Linked DNA regions of Mus musculus: region 1 is linked to region 2. A link is a contact called in public ChIA-PET data. All regions are on one chromosome and are shown on one strand. The core of a region is the stretch at or near the end of the contact, and the rest is flanking DNA. Distances in the headings are between cores, read along the strand shown. Region 1 has its middle 8.1 kb from the start of Gm30528. Region 2 holds the start of Hoxc4 (homeobox C4).

Region 1 (4,647 bases), core at 357-2,856, 35 kb before region 2:
GTAGCAAACACTTGTTTCAGAGAAGATAGAACTTCAGATTTCCTGGTGACAGGAATCCCTACCTGCCTGACTACCTAAGACAAAGTTAGCCACCTGGGTGAACAGGCACTGTAGAGAAAGTGGCTGTGTTTCATGGCAAGACCCTACATTAAGGTGGTAATGTTGGGCTATGGCGGAGGAAGGATTGGGTTTAGACAGAAGCAAGCACTTCTGACTGTCAGCGAGTGGTTGTGGAGGCCATCGGGAGCTGCTCAGGCACTGTGTTCCAGGAGGAAGGAGTAGTGATAAGATTATCTATGAATTGAAAAGGATTTGGGGACTCCATCATATTGTAAAGCCAGTGATGACTGAGGAGGAAGCCAGAGAGAAGCCAATCATCTACATGGACAGGGACCAAGTATCTGGAGCCCCCTGGCTGGCATAATGTCTCACACGGAGCTGTGTGGAGAGTCTCACTAAAGCCTTCCCTTGAGCCATGGTGAAAGCTCTAAGCTTTGGTGCCTGCTACTCATCAGGAACCAACCAAATATTTTGGTGAGTGGATGGATGTGGACAAATATTTACAAGCAGGTGTTATACTTATTCATCTGAGGGGTAAAATATAGCAGCATGCCAGGTATATGGCTGAACAAACCCCAGTTAGCAGGTTAGATGGAAGCGATCCTGGAAATAAGCTACGATTCTGAGCAATGGAATAGATCATGTGGTGGCTTGGGAGCATGTAGTTATAGGAGCTGCTTCAAAGCTACACAGAAAGTGGCTCCACACTGTGGGACTTGGATGCTCTTCTTCAACCTCCAGCTGTATTTCAACTCTCAGAACCAGCAGCTTCTGGGGAAGGGGGAACTGATCAGTCAGCCCCTGGACCCAGCCCAAAGCAGATACGTAAAACATAGTGGTTTGAAGAAACTTATGAGTCAGGGTCAAATGCTAACCCAGCCATCAGCTGGAGTGGGTCTGTAGGTGTGGAATGCACTTCCCTGGGTCTGATTCTTCATCTCTAAAACTAGGGGTGCCAGTGAATGGAGAAGAATTATCTGTAAGGTGTTTGCTGCCTATGACAATCTGGCTCAGGCTGACTTTCAACTCCTTATTTTCCTGCCTCAGCCTCCTGAGTGCCAGGGTTACTTGAGTACTTATCCATGCTGGGGAGACTATTTTCCAGCTCTTGAGAGTCTCTCTACCTTCTTCCCCCCCCAACCCCCCACTGCTATTGCTTTCAGCCTCTCCTCTGCCTCTCTGCCTCTCAGCCTCTCTGCCCCAAGAGGCTTTGGGGCTGTTTCTTCCCCTCTGCTCCAGTTGGTTTTCTTCCCAGAGCTCCCTGTTTTCTGAGCATTTTCCTTTCTCTCCTGAGCCTCTCCAGCACCGAGGATGTGGAGGCTGGGAACTGGGAGCTCTTGAGGACTTCTTTCTATGTTCCTGCAGCTTGCAGTGCCCGCCCCTGCCCAGTGCAACCGGCTCATAACCGTTGCGGCACTGTGCCCTGGGCAGGGCTAATGCGATCTGGAAAGACCCTGGCGGGCGGCGGGCAGTCTGGCCTGAGCGTCCTGGGCCGTGCTGATGGATGGTCCCCTGACAGTAATCGCAGAATGAGGACTTGCTGGCGACGCTCTCGCCCGAGGCCCCGCTGTTTGGCCAGCCCAGGAGTCCCTCCCTTGCCCCTCCTCCTAACTCCCAGGCGTTCTCAGATCTCTGGGTTTAGGAGTGCCTCCTGCTTCCAGGCTAGGTCAATCTAGCCCCTCCTTGCCCTCTCGCTCAAGATTCTGACCTCTGTTTTGTAATCTTCCTTGGATCCACTCATAATCTGTAATTCTGAACGAACTACTTAATCTTCCCCAACCTCAGTTTCCCCTTTTGCGCAATGAGAAATAGTGGTTATTTATAGCTTGAGTGGAGAATATTGAGAACACAGGAGAAAATGCTGAGAAAAATCGTCACTCTCCCTGAAGAATTGACTTTTATTTGTAGTTTACAGTGCTCAGAATAATCTGAGCTAAATATATGAGGACGAGTGGGTATTTACACAGTAGTTGCTTCTATGCATACATGCTCATCATACTTTTAGACTAAACAGATACACTAGAAAACAAGAGAGCAATATCGGTAGTGCTTCGACACCTCAGAGCAACACTGGGTACAGGTTTTCCTCAGTAGGACTCCTTATTTTATTGAGGCCCACCTACTAGACTCTCAGTCTGAACTCAGTGTTGAGACCCTCAGCATCCATAAGGCAAGGAGGAGCTAAAAAGGAGGATCCACTTTGGGGAGGTATTCTGGGATCATTCCCCAGCAACTGTCAAATTGCTTAGGTTTGAAGTTCTCCCATTCCTCCACCCCAGGGGAGCCCCCCTTGGGCACCACCCTTGGGGAGTGGAGAGACTGGGAGATCCAGACCAATTACACTTTGGAGAGCACACCAGACGCCTGCTCATTCTCTTTTAACCTTTCCCTCTCCTCAGAACCAAATTGAGTTAGTCTTGAGTTTTGATTTAATTCCCCAAATGGAGTCCTAATCTGCTTAGTGTCCTTTTTCCAAGTCATGGGTTTGAAGTGTGTGTGGTGAGGTAATGAAAGAGCAGCTCTGTGGCTTCTGCAAAATTCACACACTCATGTCCCAAATGCCAAAGAACAAGAGACACCGTGGCCCTGGGGGGAGGGGTGACGGTGACCTCAGCATGGCCCTGAGGTGGTGCTGGTAATAATAACCTCAGCAAATATTTATTGGGCAGGACTGAGCTGAACACTCTATATGCACTCTGCTCATTGAATTCTCACGAGTGCCTTCCAAGTCAGTGTCCCTCACATCCCCAATTTAGAGATGAAAAAAACTGAGGCTCAGACTGAGCCTTGAGCCTGAGGCTTCTTAGTTGTTACACTGTATCCCAGAGCTGTTTAGTAACTGACAGAACCTATGTTTGAAACTACAGTTAGATAGCAGATCTGTGTTCTTAACTACTTCATCCTGTGACCCTGGGCAAGACATATAGCTTCAAGGTGCTCAGTTCCTTCGCTTTCCAAACACTGATAATAACCAGAAAGAAGAAGAAGACACTCCCTGAATAGTGCTGTTGATAAGGTGAGATAAGACATTTACCAACCTGGCAGCATTCGATAGACTGTTACATAAGCATAGGTTGGGGGATGGGTGTCGAAGGAAGGATGCAATGCAACTAACGATGAACTGTTATCATTGATAATGAGAGCCCTACAAACTAAAAAACTGCTATGCCTGCTTAACAGATGAAGAAACTAGGTTTCAGGTGAATGAAGGCCTAAAGCCATTGTGTTAATGAATAGCAGAACAAAACTTGTCTCCAAACATGGGGCTCTTGAATTCCAAAGCTGCAGCTCCTAGTGCCCCCAGGGTCACCAGGCACTGGCCTCTCCTGGTGAGGTCAGGACAGAGGCCAGCAATCCCAAATCGCATCATCTACCACCTGTGACCTGATTTTCTCCAGGTGAGCAATGTTTTCCTAACAGGACAAGAGAAATCAATAAAGCTGCAAAACAGACAGTCCCCTCCCCGAGGCTGATACAGGGGATCCTCGGCAAGTCCTACCCACACACACCCCCTTGTTTCTCAGTGCTCAAGTTTGTGGCCATTAAATAGAAAAGGAGAAAGTTTGAGCCAGGCATGAAATATTTATTAGTTAATTACAATATGCAGATTCTGTTCCAAGGAGTGATTTATCTTTTTGGAAATATAAGAAAAGATCCTGGGAATGTGTATCCTAATTGCTGGGCCTATTATTGTAGCAACCAGGTAGAAACACCATTTACTATACAAGAGCACATTTCCCTACTCCAGAAAGAAGCTGTCTCAGCCTCTGCCACTGGTAACTGGGGACCACGTGCTTTTCTGATGAGCAAGGAATACTAAGAGGTTAATTTGCCCATTCCTCTGTCTCTTCCTGGAGTGGTTCCTGTCTAAATCCTAATAAGTGCAGGAAATGAAAAAGATGAGAGTGTCTGGAAAATCTAGAATCTCAAGAAAAGTGAATCTGAAGTGACTGGGCTACCAGTGAAACACAATAGCCAGAATCCAGAGTAGGGGCCTTCATCCTCCTATATCCCTTCCTCAGACATGCCTCAACTTCAGGCCAAACATTAGCATCTCATGGGGGGTGGTTTAAAGTTTTTTCCCAAATGTATCATCATACTTTAAGCCAACCAGATTAGAATTTCAAGAGGTGGGGTCCAGGCACTAGGGGTTTTTTTTGTTGTTGTTGTTTATTTTGTTTTTGAGCCCCCCATTTCCTAGGTGTTTCAATGTACAAGCCAAAGTTGAGACCTTGTATAGCTACAATAATAATATGGCTCTCTTGCAAAAGAGCCCTACCTATCTGCAAAACCGTGTCATTTTTATCCCATACTCTCGGGTGCTACAGGAGGCAATACCTTTATTCTTATTGGAATCCGGAGAGCAACATTTTCTCTTTTCCTGAGAAGCTTCTGATATTAATAACCACCATTTATCAAGCCCCTGGCGCATGCTTGGATCTATGCAAATACAATTTAATTTAATCTGTGCAACAGCTCTAAGGCCAGTGGATATACCCATTTTAGGGATGATTCAGAAAAGCTAACTTATTTGCCTACGCAGTTATACAACCAGCAAGTAGCAGCTCTGGGATTTGAATCCAAAAC
Region 2 (5,006 bases), core at 1,583-4,082:
CTTTTTTCCTTCCCTTTCCCTAAACTTGCTTTCTAGTCTGCAGATTTGGCAGGTCTAAAGGACAGAGAAGGTGGGATATGTAAAAGAAGGGACTGAGTCTGACTTAGGAAAAGTGAGGGCCCCCACCCCACATTCAGCTTCACGGTAAGGACCCCCAGGTCTGACCTCCCTGAGAAGTCAGAGGTGAGACATTTGTATGCTCTACAGTCTGCCACATCCCTTACCCCAGACTCCCTTTCATTAGCACTGAACACCTGAAGTCAAGTGTCAACCTTTGTGTGTTTGTTCAGTGTAAACTTAGGCAACTATAGAGAAGGTGAGGTGTCACCAGACCAGGAGGAGGGGGATTAAAAAGAAACCATCAGACATTGACGTAAAACTAATTCACAGCCACTGGTTTATTATTGATCACGGGGCATTTCACATCAACACTAAAATTCTTTATTGCAAGTTTTACAATAATCAAGTAAATTCAGTCCAAAAAACACAATAACCACGATGAGGGTAGGGGGAGCATCTACCTACAGACTGCCTCTCTGAACTGAAAGTTCATTTTTATTTTCTTTTGGCTCCTCAAACTGAACAGCTCCCAGAGGCTCTCCAGATGCATTTAGCTTTGTTTGCTGTCCTCCCCCCTCCTTCCACCCCCCCACAAGAATACAAAAGAACTTCATAGCTTTGTTCTCCTTAAAATGACTTCCCCCCTCACTAACCTCCCCTGGTGCATTTTCAATGCAAAAGGCCTAAGGAAAGAGATGGGGGGAAAGGAGGAGGAGAGAGGATGAGACTCCACTTACAAATCTCCCTTTCCTTTTTCTTTTCCTCATTTCCCCTGAAATTCACCCAAACCAGACCATCACACCTTGCAATATATAATTTTTGCAGCTTTTTTTCTTAAAAAATAAATACCCCCCCCAATGGCCTTAAAAGCAAAGCAAAGCAAAACAAAACAAAACAAAAAACCCAAAACAAAACAACAACAACAAAAACCCAGCAGGTACCATGCTAAGACAACACCACATGCTTAAAGGGGTCTTTAACAGCAAGGGAAAAGGGCAAGGGGCTTGTTTGTTTATCTGTTTTGTCTGTTTGGAACTGACAAGGGAGGAGGCAAGAGGAAGAGAGAGAAAAGAACCAAAATATATATATATATATTAAATTCTATAAATAAGAGTCAATTTGTGTGTGAGGGGGGCACGGAGCACAGGGTGGGGGCAGGGGTGTAAGTTATGTCTTATAACCTGGTGATGTCCTCTGCCCGTTGCTGCTCCGGCGGCGTGGCGCTCTGGGAGTGGTCTTCAGAAGTGCCGGGGGTGGCTGCCGAGAGGGTGCTGGGCGCAGCGCCGGCCGGGGGCGCTGACCTCACTTTGGTGTTGGGGAGTCGGTGGTCCTTCTTCCATTTCATACGACGGTTTTGGAACCAGATTTTGATCTGCCTCTCAGAGAGGCACAGCGAGTGGGCGATCTCGATCCTTCTCCTTCGGGTCAGGTAGCGGTTGTAATGAAACTCTTTCTCTAATTCCAGGACCTGCTGCCGGGTGTAGGCTGTCCTCGAGCGCTTGGGCTCCCCTCCGTTATAATTGGGGTTCACTGGGGAAGGGGGAGGGGAAGCAAATAGTGGGGTTCAGAGGCAGCAGGCTCCCTGCCCCCACCCTCACCCCATCCTCAGCTTTGAGGAACAGGAGGGAGTGGTGGAAATAAAGTCATCAAGCTAAATGGGTTATAAAGAAGTTGAAGGAAGCTAGAGACTTTGTAGTGTAATAAGAGGGGAATCCTCATTGTAACGACACTGAATTATTTATGCGCCCTTAGAAAGCAAGCATAGTTTTCACACATACATAACAGATCGTAGCACATGGCTCGGACTGCCCAGAGTAGCTAAGCCATAAAATTTATGGGGGATGTAATTACCCATTCTCGCTCGTAAATCCAGTTCAATTGTGCTAACCCAGAGTCGCTCCTGGAGAGAGAGGGGGAAGGAGAGAAAGGAGGACGGGGCCAGAGGGGGCCAGGGAGGGTGGGGAGCGCCGGGAAAGGGAGGGGGGCAAAAAGCAAAGTTGCCTACCCGTGCTAACGTGAATTTTTTTCATCCAAGGGTAGACTATGGGTTGCTTGCTGGCGGCGCTGGAGGGATGGTCAGGGGCTGGCTGGCTGCAGGCTGGCGGGGCTGGGGACGGGGAGGCAGAGGTGCCTGAGAGAGGCGCCGGCTCGCAGAGCGGCTGCGATTTCTCAGGGTGGTGGTGGCCCGCCTGGGCCGGCCCGTGGGCTCGCGAATTGCCAGGCCCCTGGAGACTGGTGCAGCTATACTGACGCTCAGGGTAGCTAGGGCGCGGAGGCGGTGGTGGGTACAGCTCCTGGTGGTGATGCTGGAATCCCGATTCCCTGGTCCGGCCGTAATATTCCGGACTGTGTTCAGGGATGTAGCTATTTTGCGAATATTCTTCGCATGGAGGAAATTTCGGATCGATGTAGTTAGAGTCCATCAAATACGAGCTCATGATCATTAATTTCTGGAGTGGAAAATAATTTTTCTCGCTTTGTCGTTTTTCTGCTCCATAAAGCCCTCCTACTAGCTAGCGACCCTGTAAAGTTACTTTCACCATGTGACTCCGCCGGCCAATCACACCGAGCAACCCAGTCCCCGGATAAGGAACCGAATCGCTTTATTCAAAATGTATCCAATTTTTTGTGTATGTGGTGGTGGTGCTGCTGCTGCTGGGGGTGGGGGTGGGGGATGGCTGGCAGAAGCTGGGGTGCTCACCATTGCACACCCCACCAGACTGACAATCCTTCCTTGCTAAAGATGGGTGGCTCCCAGCTCGACTCCAATGTTTGGGCACTGGGGGCTGTCGGGAGGCTGTGATCTAGCCCCCGCCCAGAGTCTCCTCTCCGGCCTCCAGTGGGCCCCGTGGGCCTCAGCTCCAGTGCCTTTCCAGTGGTCTCCATTATGGCAATCGTGTTGCAGTCTGTGTAGGTCACAGGGCAGCGCCCCTCTTTCGCAGGAAGAGGAAGTTCAATGAGGGCTTCAGTGCAGGTTGGATGGGGAGGGGCCGAGGTTGAGCTTAGAAGGCTGGAGAGCCTGAACTGCCCTACCCCATTCACGGATCCTCAAGTCCATTTCCCCTATCCCATACACACTCACCCAACCCTCTTGGCCAAGGGGCCTTGGAGACAGGGTCCCAGCAGTACTAGGCAGGTTGAGGCAGCGGGATACAAATGATCCTGATGTCATTTCTGGAAGTCTAGGGCTTGAGCCCCCTCTGAAGAAAGACAGGAAGTGGTTGGCAAAAGCAGATTTCAGAAATCTTGACACCCCTGCTACCCACTGTCCTTCCCGGCCCAGGCCCCAGAGCCCAGAGCCCAGAGCAGAGATCTACTACTGATGACTCTTGTGTGACTCCTGCTCCCTGGCCTTCTGACTTCTCACAGCACCTGCCAGAATGGTGAAAGAGAGAGAGAGAGAGAGAGAGAGAGAGAGAGAGAGAGAGAGAGAGAGAGAAAGGAGAAGGAGAAAGAAGGAGGAGAAAGAAGGAGGAGGAGGAAGGAGGAGGAGGAGGAAGGAGGAGGAGGAGGAAGGAGAAGGAAGAAGAAGAAGAAGAAGAAGAAGAAGAAGAAGAAGAAGAAGAAGAAGAAGAAGAAGAAGAAGAAGAAGAAGAAGAAAAGATGAGACATTTGCCAGGAGTCAGTGCCCTGACCCAAGGCCCTGAGAGTTTTTCCTCCATGTCTTACCCTCAAGGGAAGCCTGTGTGGGCAGAGCCTGCTTGCTTCCAATCTGAGACTATATCCGTGTAACACGTGTGTTTACATGTAAACACATATTCCCAAGGGCCAGCTCCAGGCTGCCTTCCAAAAAGAAGAGGTGAGGTAACTACTCTTTGGAGGCAGGGCAGGGGTCTCTGGCCTATTCTTGCCCTGCTCCCTCCCTCTGTCACCCACACACACAGAATATCCTCACGGGAGGTGGCAGAGTCAGGGAAGAGAGATGGGGCAAGGAAGGACTATTTTTCCAGCCACTGGTTCCTTAGCTAAGGGTGGCCTCCTCGTCATCGGACTCCAATTAAGTGATCTTCTATAACTCAGAGTTGGGGGGGGGGGCAGCAGAGGGGAAAGCCCAGGGTGGGAGCCAGGTCTCCTTGTTGTACTTGATAACAATTATAGTTTAAAATCATAGCTTGCCGGGGCTCGGCTATATTTTACTTGATAACAATAAAAGTGACACATAAAGTTAACTGTTTATGTTTTATTTATTAGACTAAATCTGCCAGCGGTGGTAGGAGCGCTTGCCTCCTCGCTACAGCTTTTATAGGGCTGTAAAACGTCATAAATCAGTCTCGCGGAATCGCCCGCACTCTTTGTGTCGGCGGCACAGGGCTGGCGGCCGCTGGCTGCCTGCTCCCTCCTTTCCACGAAAAGTCGTAATGTGATTTTTTTCCCTCTGATTTTATTATTATGATCGCCGCCGTGATTAGTCAATCTACCTTTAATTCGCCGCCCTATGCTGCCTCCTCCCAGCACAGCCTGGTTGACACTTGAATAAGTACCTTTTAAAACAGCATAACAACTATTTGAGGGTTTAATTAGAACATCTGCAATTAAGGGAATGAGGAGGGGGAAGAGGGAGAGAAAAAAAAAAAAGCTCCGTGAGGGAGATACTGAAAAGAGAAGATTCCCAACATTCTTTTCACCACCTTTGGGATGTGGGAGAGGGTCCCCTCTTCCAAATTAGGGTTCACTTTGAGAGCTATAATGGGAAGGAACCACAGTAAAGTCAAAAGATGCAGATTGGGCCTGTGCCTCTGGCTGCTTTCCCTGCCTAATGCTTAGGGCCCCAGCCCCAGCCCCAACCTGGGCTCACCAGGGCTTGGCACCCATGACTTAGTCCTAGTTAGCCTCTTCCTAAGAGACAGCACTCCTCCTCCCGCCCGCCCCCCCCCCCCCCCGCCCCCAGTAGCTGGGTGAGGAAACAAGAATTCCCTGGTGGTCAGCCATCTCTTATAGGAGACTCC

What was found. ChIA-PET counts read pairs in DNA pulled down with a chosen protein or histone mark.
Region 1: an SMC1A ChIA-PET map of the G1E-ER4 cell line shows a contact between it and region 2, with 15 read pairs. The contact joins the enhancer-like site here to the promoter of Hoxc4 in region 2. A contact is called at or near these places in 1 of 39 promoter capture datasets (embryonic stem cells), 1 of 15 datasets of contacts at CTCF or cohesin (the G1E-ER4 cell line), 17 of 484 Hi-C or Micro-C datasets (B cells, the G1E-ER4 cell line, LSK cells and 9 more), 7 of 115 datasets of contacts at active chromatin or transcription factors (embryonic stem cells, fibro-adipogenic progenitors, neural tube and 1 more) and 3 of 9 other capture datasets (adipose tissue, liver and pancreatic islet).

What each region holds. Positions count from the first base shown.
Region 1 is chr15:103,066,295-103,070,941 of GRCm38.p6, reverse strand. No RefSeq gene overlaps it. Among named protein-coding and RNA genes, the nearest start is that of Gm30528, 8.1 kb to the right of the region's middle. Within about 2 kb of position 1,606, at least 47 of the 459 cell types and tissues checked have an H3K27ac peak or open chromatin away from gene starts, as enhancers often do. A contact at or near this core is called in the G1E-ER4 cell line, the N1E-115 cell line, adipose tissue and 2 more, where this site is marked.
Region 2 is chr15:103,032,221-103,037,226 of GRCm38.p6, reverse strand. Hoxc4 (homeobox C4) reads right to left here and starts at 2,832. Exons shown (of 2, transcript NM_013553.2): 1 at 2,066-2,832; 2 at 375-1,590. The coding sequence starts at 2,504. The coding sequence ends at 1,235. All of the region lies in intron 2 of Gm30528 (a long non-coding RNA gene), which reads left to right.